2 separate regions of the Canis lupus genome follow, and region 1 is linked to region 2. A link is a contact called in public Hi-C data. All regions are on one chromosome and are shown on one strand. The core of a region is the stretch at or near the end of the contact, and the rest is flanking DNA. Distances in the headings are between cores, read along the strand shown. Region 1 overlaps PARD3B (partitioning defective 3 homolog B). Region 2 has its middle 190 kb from the start of PARD3B.

Region 1 (5,384 bases), core at 1,124-3,623, 470 kb after region 2:
ACGATTAATCTGTCTGAAACTTGGCCTAGATACCAGGTAGACTGTCTACCTGTCTTCCATGACTCTTAAATAAAATATTCTTGTATTTTGTACCTCTTTATTTCCATAGGCTCCATCTGGATTATTCCTTCAAATCTTATTTTCATTTTATAATATTTTTTTTCCTTCAGCAATGTCTAATGTTACATATTCATCCTATTTTTAATTTCAACTATTTCTTTCCTTTGTTTTGGAAAAGATCAGTTCTATCATTTTCTGGTTAATTATTCTTTGTTTTCAACGTTTTCTTATTTCTTTAACATATGAAAAACCGTTATTTTGCTTTCTTAGTTTTACCTTTCTGATAATTGCAATCTCTCTCAAGATTTGATTCTTTGGGTTCTGCAGGCTCAGTTTCATTCATCATGCTTTATAGGTTATTCTTTTTTTCCTTTTTTCTTATTTAAAGCTATATTCTTTAGAATTCTTTGGGAATTTTTGAGAATGTTTGTATGCCTTTTTTTTTTTTCCTTCCAGACGTTTGGGAGCACTACTATTCAGGATCATTTTAAATTTTCGTGTTCTTTTTTTTTAATAATTTAGGAAGGATGCATGTATTCAGATACAATTTCTCCCCCACCTTCCCTTTCACCTATGGGCAGTGTCAAGATAGCCAAAATCACTTGCTAATCTCTTACATGTGGGAGATTTCTCAACACTTTTGCAATGATAATATAATTTTTTTAAGTCCTAGTTTTTTGGGTTTTTTTTTTTTTTTTTTTTTTTTTTTGTATCTGCTGGGAATGTCCACTCTCAATTCTTTATCTTCAAATTCTCTAAGGGTTATATCCTTTCTCCTATATCCCATGCAAATGAATTATGTCAACATTAAGTAAGTTTTGTTGTACATGCTCAAAATAAAACCAGACCACAGTCCTTACTAATTTCCTGGGTCCCTCTTTTATTTTATTTTAGCCTGTATGGATTCCTTATTGCTTTTTATTTATAACTTTTAAATTTTAATTGAAAAATGTTATCTGGCTTTGTTATGTTTTTCATTTAGAGTTTCATTCATCTTACTAGAAGTTGAAGTTTCAACTTTTCATTAACAATTAAAAAAATCTATATAGCTCTTTTTATTTTTATTTTTTTTTTTTATTTTTTTATTTATTTATGATAGTTACAGAGAGAGAGAGAGAGGCAGAGACACAGGCAGAGGGAGAAGCAGGCTCCATGCACCGGGAGCCCGACGTGGGACTCGATCCCGGGTCTCCAGGATCGCGCCCTGGGCCAAAGGCAGGCGCCAAACCGCTGCGCCACCCAGGGATCCCTATATAGCTCTTTTTAAAGTACTTGTTAAGATTCTTTAAGGTCGGTTGCTAATTTATCTCATGATTGTATTACTCTAGTTCTTTGATTTAGAGGTTGCTTGGGTATATAAATTGACTTTATGAAAATCCTTGCAGCACATAATTTTAGGGAGGAAAAATGTCACAAATGAGAATTAGTGGCTATTGGAAAAAGACATCCACTGAGATTTAAGAGTCAAATTTGGGGTCTATTAATCTTGACAGAATAATTAGAAAGCTGTCATTTTCCAAGTGGATAGAAAAATGAATAGTCAGTAGGACATACAGGACACTCAGATCTCCTGAGGATTAGGATTATTTCTAAATTCATAAATTACTGCATGTGTATTATTTAAAAATAGAAACTCTTTTGGTAAATATATTTATAATCACAACTTCTCAACTCAGCCACCCTGCTTTGCTGTCTCAGCATATGACTAGGCTGCATACTGACCTTCCTGCAACCTTTAAATGAGTGCAGTGTGAGGTGCTGAATTCTAACCAATATGAGAAGCATGTTGGCATTTAGGGAACAGTGAGTGCTGACATCTTTCTAATCTACCTTCGAAACTTTTCATGAAATTTAAATGTTATCATCCCCAAGCAATAATTTAGACTGTATTTCTACATAGTAGAGCTTCATGAGCATTGGGTTAATGATTGATTAATGATACCTTACGTAGCATTTATAAGAATGGGACAACCTCAGAAGAAAAGAAAAAGTTTTTTAAAACATTATTATTTCTTATTCCTGAGAGTATATACTTAATATGATGTATTAAATGATCGTTGCTTTTTTTTTTTTTTCTCGCTGGCCTGAGTAACCCTCAATGTCTGGAGTTAAATGAATATATTATTTTCTATTATATTTTATAGAAAGGTAAGAAATCATCATTTAGTGTTTCTGAAAGTAGTATGGTTTCTCCTAATGGAGAGATTGAAAATTAGTGCATAAAAAATGACCTTATTTACCTTTCTAGTAACTGGTTAACATATAGTATTCTATAGGCACACATACTGTACATATGCCCACGCATATACACACACAACTTTTTATGAGCTGGCGCATATTAGTCCAGGTCTCAAATGGTAGTCAGTCATGTTAAACAACTTGAATGGTTTGTTTTGGCAAAACTCCAGTATTTGGCACTTGCAGATTTGCTAGTTGAAGCTTAGTTTATATTTTATCTCTGTATTGTGTTTCTCTGAAAACAGTATTTCATGTGAAATTTGGTGATACGTTATTCCTGTTTTGTTACTTTTTCTCTCTTGATTTTCCTACTAAATAAATATAAATGGGAAGGGACCCTACCATTGCTGAATTCATTCTTCCAGTAGAAAAGAAGTAATTGAAGCCATTGTGTTCCCTTGATATTTTGCAGAAAGTAAACCTTTCTGTGCTTTCTGGCACAGTGGAGATTTTCTTTTTACTGTAACTGGAACACATAAGCTTTTGAAAAGTGAACCTGGGCGAACAACTTTAATCAGTCAAAGTATGTAGCTGCACATACGATTAATGAAGTGAATATGATGAAAGCATGTAGAAGGCTGAGGAGGTTGCTGCATTTGGTAATCCTGGTTCAACAGGAAGTTGTTGACATAAGTGTGTGACAGGAGCTCATTGTATTTGCTTAATTCCAGTAGGTCATGCTGGGAGGTTTTCCCAGCACCGCTGACTACTATTTTTTTTTTTTTTTTTTGGTGTGTTACTCTTTATCTTCCATCATCTAAACAACCACTGACCAAATGCTGATGTGCAAGATGCCACCTGTGAATTGCATACTTTGTGAGCTAAGGCAAGGACTATGCTTAATGTATCTTGTATGGTTTTGCAGAATGTCTCTCAGTTCTCCACATGTGGTGTATGCTGTCTTTGTATTGGTAGCTTGATTCTTATGACTGTCTGGCAAATTGCACTGAGTGCTGTTCAAGGAATCATATTGTTACCATCTGGTGAAGTAAGAGAAGCAAGTGCAAAAGTACTATTGGTCCTCTCCTTTCTACACTAAGGAGTTTAATTAGGCTTGCATTTGGTTACTAGAATGTTTTTTTTTTTTTTCTTGTGGGAGTTTTCATTAGGGCAGGGAAAATGCTCCTAAAGGTCAGAAAAACTTGAGTAATGCAGAATTCCCAAATGGAATGTCAGTGATCTAAGCCATTAGAAGATGAAGCATAGTGATTTATTCTGGTCTATACCAGTGTGCTCCATTATTTCCCACTTATATTCATCTTGGTGAGACACGTGCTTTTCTTTCTCAGTCACCAATAATGATGAGGACAATATGTAAAATCTGCTTATGTGACACCGTTATTTGTAAGTTCTGGAAGAGTGTGGCAAGAGTAGTCATCTTCCCCCACCCCCTCCCAAGTCAAGTGGCTTTCCCTAAGGCTTTGGAAATAATAGATTTTCAGGAGAATAACAGAATATTAGATTCAATAGAATTTAACCTCTATCAGCATGAGTGGTAGGGAAACATATCAAGCAAGATTCTGAAATTGAAAAAGTCATACAAATTTTTATTCTAGCACTAACTTTATTTTTTTTTTTTAGCACTAACTTTAAAACAAGATTCCTTCCTTGATAGTTATCAATTTCACTATCAAACTGTATTTGAAATTGCACCTAAGTATTTTACACAGGTTAGGAACCTTAGTTCTGTCATTATTAATAAATGGGCATTTGCATTTATAAGCATATTTTCAGCTGGCCAGCATAATGATCTCAACGAAAACACAAGGGCCAAGTATTTGAACTATCTTTTTAGAGGTGGTTTTGATAGGGAAAACAGTGAGTATGAAATCATTTCAACTCCCACAGTGTGACATAAGGTGAGGTATTAGAAAGCAAAATGATAATAGTGTTTTGTAAGTAGCTGCTCTTTCACACATTCAGGAGAGGATTTAATTTTTTTTTAGGTTCTTGTAACAAGTTTTGCTTGGCAAAAGTTGCCATTTTGGTTTTTTTTTTTTTCAGTTGTGTATTAAGTTATTGCTCTTTGAAATTCTGGTGGAGTGCTGTGCTCTTTAATTTTCATAATTGCAATTATGCAAAATATTACATATGTAAGTATATTTAAGTATAGTAAGCAAGTTAAGGCTTGTTACAACTTCCTATGGTAATACATAAAGGTAGTTTTATAATAAAGCATATGATGATTGTGTATTGCCTTTTGTTCAATATTTTATCTGCCCATATTGAAGAAAGAAAATGGTCCTATGTTTTCTAGATACAAATTGCAGTATTGTGATAAACATTAAGCAAAAATTTTACCAGAGCTGATATTTAAAGACAGGGAAAAAAAATCCATATTATACAACAAGTGCTTTAAGCAGTGGATTTCTGGGGCTTAGTGCATTTCCCAGGAGACTAGGGCAGTGTGCCTTTGGTTGTGGTCTTAATGTGTTTGAGACAGGCAATAATTCTGCAGAAATGCAATGCTCCAGAGTGTCTTGTTTCTTAATTATAAAAGCTATTCTAATTATTCCATTTTAACTGCTAACTTCTTTAAGTTTTAAAGCCTCAATAACTCAGCTAAAATTTGTTTGAGATGGAATAGGGACTGTTGAATATTGTTGTCACTAATAAAATACGTAATAAAGGAGAACTCACCAGAATCTGATTTGATGTCTTAATAATAAAAGTTAACATGTTGAAGTTCTTTCAGGTCCTAAGACATTATATGGTATTTCTCACTTGCTCATCGTAATTCTTACCAGGCACTAATATCTCGGTGTTCTTTGGATTATTCAATTATCAAAATATGTAAGAGTTTACTAGAAAGGATTACTTGCTTTCTGCCCTTTGGCATTATTTTTGGTGTTCCATTTCCTTTCTAACAACTTTTTTTCTTTTTACTGTTACCATCATGGGCATCTAGTCACTTATCAAATTTAAGTATTACTATGTGCTAGGTGCAAATTGAACAAAGTATGTTTCCTAATTTTAAGAGTCTATGAGAGGGACAATTAAGTTCTTGACTATAGGACTATGCAATCATTATAGCAAAACAGAGGGAATTTTAGAATCACAAAAAGGGCGTCGCAGTTTGGGGAGTT
Region 2 (5,282 bases), core at 1,165-3,664:
TTTTGATTTGTATTTCCCTGATGGCAAGTGATGCAGAGCATTTTCTCATGTGCGTGTTGGCCATGTCTATGTCTTCCTCTGTGAGATTTCTCTTCATGTCTTTTGCCCATTTCATGATTGGATTGTTTGTTTCTTTGGTGTTGAGTTTAATAAGTTCTTTATAGAACTTGGAAACTAGCCCTTTATCTGATACGTCATTTACAAATATCTTCTCCCATTCTGTACGTTATCTTTTAGTTTTGTTGACTGTATCCTTTGCTGTGCAAAAGCTTCTTATCTCATGAATAAATAAATAAAATCTTAATAAATAAATAAAAATAAATAAATAAATAAATGTAAAAAAAAAAAAAAGTATTTCAAGTCAGTGAAATGTACCACACATGTAATCTACAGGTTGAGGAGAACTGTCAAGCCAAGACTAGGAATTTAGAAGCTAGGTAAGAAAAGATTGGCACATTTAAATATATAAAATATCCAGAGTATTTGTATTGCAGAAGATCCAATAAATAAAATCACAGGCAAATATCAGAGCTGGGAAAACGTAACTAACAGATTTTAAAAGAGATGGTATCTGCAACATACCAAATCCTCTTAATATTGTCAATAAGTTAATCCCACAGAAATGTAGGTAAAAGATACAAATAGACAAATCACTGAAGATCAGCACATTGAAATGGCCAAATGCATTTTCTAAATGCTCAAAATCACTAGTAGTCAGGGAAATGCAAATTAAAGTAACAATGAGATGCCATTTTATAACCATCAGACAGACAAATTAGTAAGAATTATCACACCAAGTGATGGTGGACTGGTGGGGATGTGATGGAAAGGGTGTTCTTACATACCATGACAGAAATGTGGAGTGTTATAGCTATTTAGGAAAGCAATTTAGCAATAATTATAAAAATTGAAATTACATTTACTATTCAACTCAGCAATTCTGCTGTTGAAAGTTATTTATCTCATAAAAATAAAAGCACCAATACATGAAGATACGTGTGTGTGTGTGTGTGTGTGTGTATCATCACTATTCAAAAAAAAAAAAAAAAGACAACAACCTGGAAACAACATAAATGCCCATCAGTAAGCAAACACCCAAAATATTATGGAATAGTCACAGCATAGAGTAGTAAGGAGAATGACCCAGAGCTGTATCAGTTGACTTAATTTTTTTACATAGTTTTGTTAGTGGACGAGTTAAAGAAAAGTATCTGACATAATATAAGGTAATATAATAATACAGAATCTAATAGAATGTAGACTATAACCTCATTTTATAAAACAACAATGGCAACTATAAGAGTACTATATTATAGCGAGAAAAATACAGAAGAACACACATTTACAACATTGCTTACTTAGGAAGGAAACATAGAAGTATGATGAAGGAGAGTAACCATCCACCCTGGTTTGCCTGCGACTCCGGGCTTTTCCAGGATGGGGGGTTTTCACTGCTAAGCCAGGGCCAACCTCAAGTAAACTGGGTAGGTCAACCTAGAGGTGCCAATTATAAGATGGAGTGGGGAAGGAATTCAAGCAAAAAAAGGTGAAAAAAGGGTATGACTGACATTATGTAATCATATATACATTCAGGTAAAATTCTGTATCTGGGTTGAAATTTGTAAATGTAAGTCTTGAAAATACTTATTTTCATAGTTTCTATAGGACTTAGGGAAAGATTGAAGTCCTGCTCATGGGCTTCTGGAATTCAGAGGAAGTTACTCTAAAGATAAAAGGGCTACAGTGTCTGGGTGGCTCGATCTGCTAAGCATCTGCCCTCAGTTCAGGTCATGATCCCAGGGTCCTGGGATTGATCCTTGATCCCTGTTCTTCCTTCCTCCTCTGCCACTTCCCCTCCTTGTGCTCGCTCATAAATAAATAAATAAATAAATAAATAAATAAATAAATAAATAAATGGCTAAAGGCAGCATAGATTAGCAATGAAATAAATATCATTTATTCGCTCATTGCAAAAGAGTTCATTAAACATCTATTCTCTGTGTTAATTTACCTATTACTAACACAACCCAGAGAAGGTAGCCAGGAAATGTATCAAATAAACAAGCAAATATCTGATCATAATTACAATAAATGTAATTATTATAATAATCACAACATATTATAACATATATACCAAATGATAGAATAACAAATGCTTTAGTAGAAGTAAAAACAGAAGCCTAGGAGAACACAGAAGAGGGGCCACTGGCTTTGCTGAGTGGAATCGTGGAGACATATCAGGAGAGGAATATTGAGGATTTGAAAAAACAAGTAAGAGTTTGCAAAATGGAGAAAGGACAAATGAAAATATAGAAAGCAAGAACACCCTGTGGAAGGCCAAGAGCCATGTAAAAGCAGAGCATATTTGGAAAAGAATAAGAAGTTTCCTGGGGTCCATGTTTGGGGCCAGAAGTCAAGGGAGGGGAGGCAAGAAGCTGAAACTCTGCAACTAGGGAGAGGGGAGGCCGTGGAAGGCCCTGTGCACCGTGCCAGGGAGTCCAAATTCGTTTGGAAGGCACTAGGGAGACAGAAAAAGTCTCACATTAGGGAAGAGACACCATCGGATTTCGTTTTTAGGAAGATAACACAAGCACCAAGGTGGCAAATTGACTTTACGTCAAATGCCAGTTCCAATTGATGGGTCATGAGAGCTTGAAGGACAACGTTAAGAAAGACTGTGCGATCACCCATGTCTGGGCTCAGCAGTGAAAGTGCCATGACCGATTAGCCTTGTCTACTATGGACATGGCAGCAGGGGAATGGTGACAAAGCTGCCACGCGTTTCCCCATGCTACATCTACCAGCCACACGGAGGGGGGACCGCGTGGAAGAGCGGGTGACTTGACTAATCTCTAGGAGGTCTGATGCCGTCTTTGACATCCCAGAGGTAGAGTGGAGGAACCAGATTCAGAAATCTCAGAGGTGAAATCGGTAGGACCCACTGAGGGAAGTCAGGAGTGGAGGCGACCCAGGCGCTAAGGTCATCTCTGGCTCATAAGCAAGCTTCAGACCAGGATGGCTTTATGATATTGGACTCAGCCCCACTTGGGTTTCCTCTACGCCTCATAGAACGCGCCATGACTAAGCAGTCCTGCGAGCTGCGGGGGCACATCCAACAATTCTTGCCACCAAATCACTTTCTGGTGTCTGGTCCTGGCTGCTTCTCCCAGCAGGCCTTGTGATTGATTCTCCAGAGCAGCTCTCAGAGGTTGAAAGTTCCTCCTAGAGCTGAAAACAGGAAGCAGCCTCCACTCACCTGGCCCAGGGGCCAGGAAGGCGTGTGTGTACACTGACACACCAGCAGTGTGCATTCCCATTATGTCAGCAGTGTTTACCATCACCGGGCACTTCCTGTGACAGAGGAGCATGGCTCAATCTCTTCACCAGCAGAGAGGAAATGACTAACCGCAGGAAATCATCCCTCCCCCCACCCCTAGCCCCCCAAAATGGAGATGCTCTGGGACTTTCACTAAAAATATCAAGACCATCTAAAAATACAGTCGGACAGCCCTGCTCTTGCCCCAGGAAATCCTGACCAAAGCTCATCTTACATCACCGCCAGCCCTTGTCAGAGTGGCCTCCCGGTGTCCCCCCCTACCTGTCCTCTTTGCTTGAAGCTCATTTGGAAATCAGTGTGCACCTGCCTTTCCCAACAGCAAGAGAGCAAAGAATGGCTGGCCCCACTTGCATCAACAGGCGCCTCCCCAAGGGACGAGCGGTCTTCCAAAACTCTTCCCCAAGCACCAGCACCCAAGTGGCTTCATTTCCTGTCTGGTTGACTTCCTCCAGACTCATTATGGTTTCAGTGTCATTTTCCAGAGCAGGAAAGAGAGTGCAGGAGCGTGGCCCTTAGCAGCCTGGAGTGGACATGCAGTGGCTGACCTGGAGGAGAGAGAGTCCCAATGAAGCCATTTGTTAGGAAACCAGTGACAGGCACTTAGAGTACTTGGTGAAGGTGGCGCTGTTGCTGCTGCTGGTTCCTGGGGCTCCGTTTGCTACAGATTCTTCCTCAAGCTAAGAAGTCACGGCTAATGTCATCATTTGCCTTGTGGGAGGGGAGAAGGAGGCTCCTGGAGGGCTGTGCTGATCCAGAGGCAGACTTGGGGGAGAAATGACTGAACCCCAGTCCAAGGGAGAGGGATGGGGGAAACGAGACATAATTTTTGATTCAGTCCTTGCCTCCTACACTAGGGGAAGGTTTCCCAGTGACTGAACGGAGTCGTTAGCTGTTCTTCCCAAACAAGGAGGCAGGAAAGTGTGGTCTGAGGACCCCCACTCCCGGGGCGCCTAGCAGCAGAGTGCTGGGTGAAGCCTTTGAAGTTGGGCTCCCAGGTGTGAACTCTGTTTCCACTACGTTCTGGGCAGAGCAGAGGACTTCAGCTCGGCAAGCCTCTGTCTCTCAGCTGCAAAACGGGGTTTGTTCTGAAGAAGGATGAAAACCAGGAATGAACGGTGCTCCCCCCCCCCCGGATTGGTTGGCTGCGCGGCTCCCCTGTGCTGCTGCGGGTTCTGCAGGACGCGGGGTGCAGCGATCCTGGGTGCCTGCTGGCCGGGAAGGGCTCTCAATTCATGAGCTGACACCTGAGGACGTGGGGCGTCACTGACAGCTCTCAGTCCCAAGCGCCAGAAAGAAGGGAAGCAGCAGGGCAGGCAAGAGCATCCGGGGGGAGGTGAAATGCATGGGGCCGGGCTGTGCCCTCAGGCCTCAGGCCCTTGGCTTGTGCTGTCCCGCAGGCTCAGGGAAGGGCTCGGGGGTCCCTGCAGCTTTGCAGGCAGATGGGCTCCAGCCATCTCCAGGGCCGCCAACAGCGGAGGGCCCTGGCCCTGTGTCTTCAGAGTGGCAACGGGAAAGGAATTAGGAACTCTCGGGAGGCCGCGTTGGAAACCAAGTGAGCCATGAATGAGGACAGTGATGACAGCCTAAGGCGAAGAGGTAGTCCCTGAATTGGTGGGTTCACATGCAACCTTTGAACTGAAGCCATTGTTGACTTTGGGGAGCCTCCTGCAACTGGGAGCCAGTTTGGTTCTCCTGAGCACCTCCCAATAAAAGCTTCCTGGCTCTGAGGAGACTCGTAGGCCTTGTCTGCCCTCCGTAGGCCTTGTCTGCCCTCCATAGGCCTTGTCTGTCCTCCTTAGGCCTTCTCTGCCCTCCGGGACAGGGCTCAGAAAAGGATCGGACACCAGGATGTGTTGTAGCTCCCTCCACAAAACATAATTCTATATGTCTCTCAAAACAAACAACAAAATCCTGCAAGGAACCAGGAAAAAAAAAAAAAAAAAAA

Evidence for each region. A called contact is a pair of places that touch in the nucleus more often than the background predicts.
Region 1: a Hi-C map of skin fibroblasts shows a contact between it and region 2, with 2.2 times the contacts expected there. The contact joins two enhancer-like sites. A contact is called at or near these places in 2 of 9 Hi-C or Micro-C datasets (amygdala and skin fibroblasts).

Annotation. Positions count from the first base shown.
Region 1 is chr37:13,388,313-13,393,696 of UU_Cfam_GSD_1.0, forward strand. The region is part of intron 2 of PARD3B (partitioning defective 3 homolog B); the gene reads left to right. Among named protein-coding and RNA genes, the nearest start is that of PARD3B, 280 kb to the left of the region's middle. Within about 2 kb of position 2,374, at least 2 of the 20 cell types and tissues checked have an H3K27ac peak or open chromatin away from gene starts, as enhancers often do.
Region 2 is chr37:12,919,652-12,924,933 of UU_Cfam_GSD_1.0, forward strand. No RefSeq gene overlaps it. Among named protein-coding and RNA genes, the nearest start is that of PARD3B, 190 kb to the right of the region's middle. Within about 2 kb of position 2,415, at least 3 of the 20 cell types and tissues checked have an H3K27ac peak or open chromatin away from gene starts, as enhancers often do.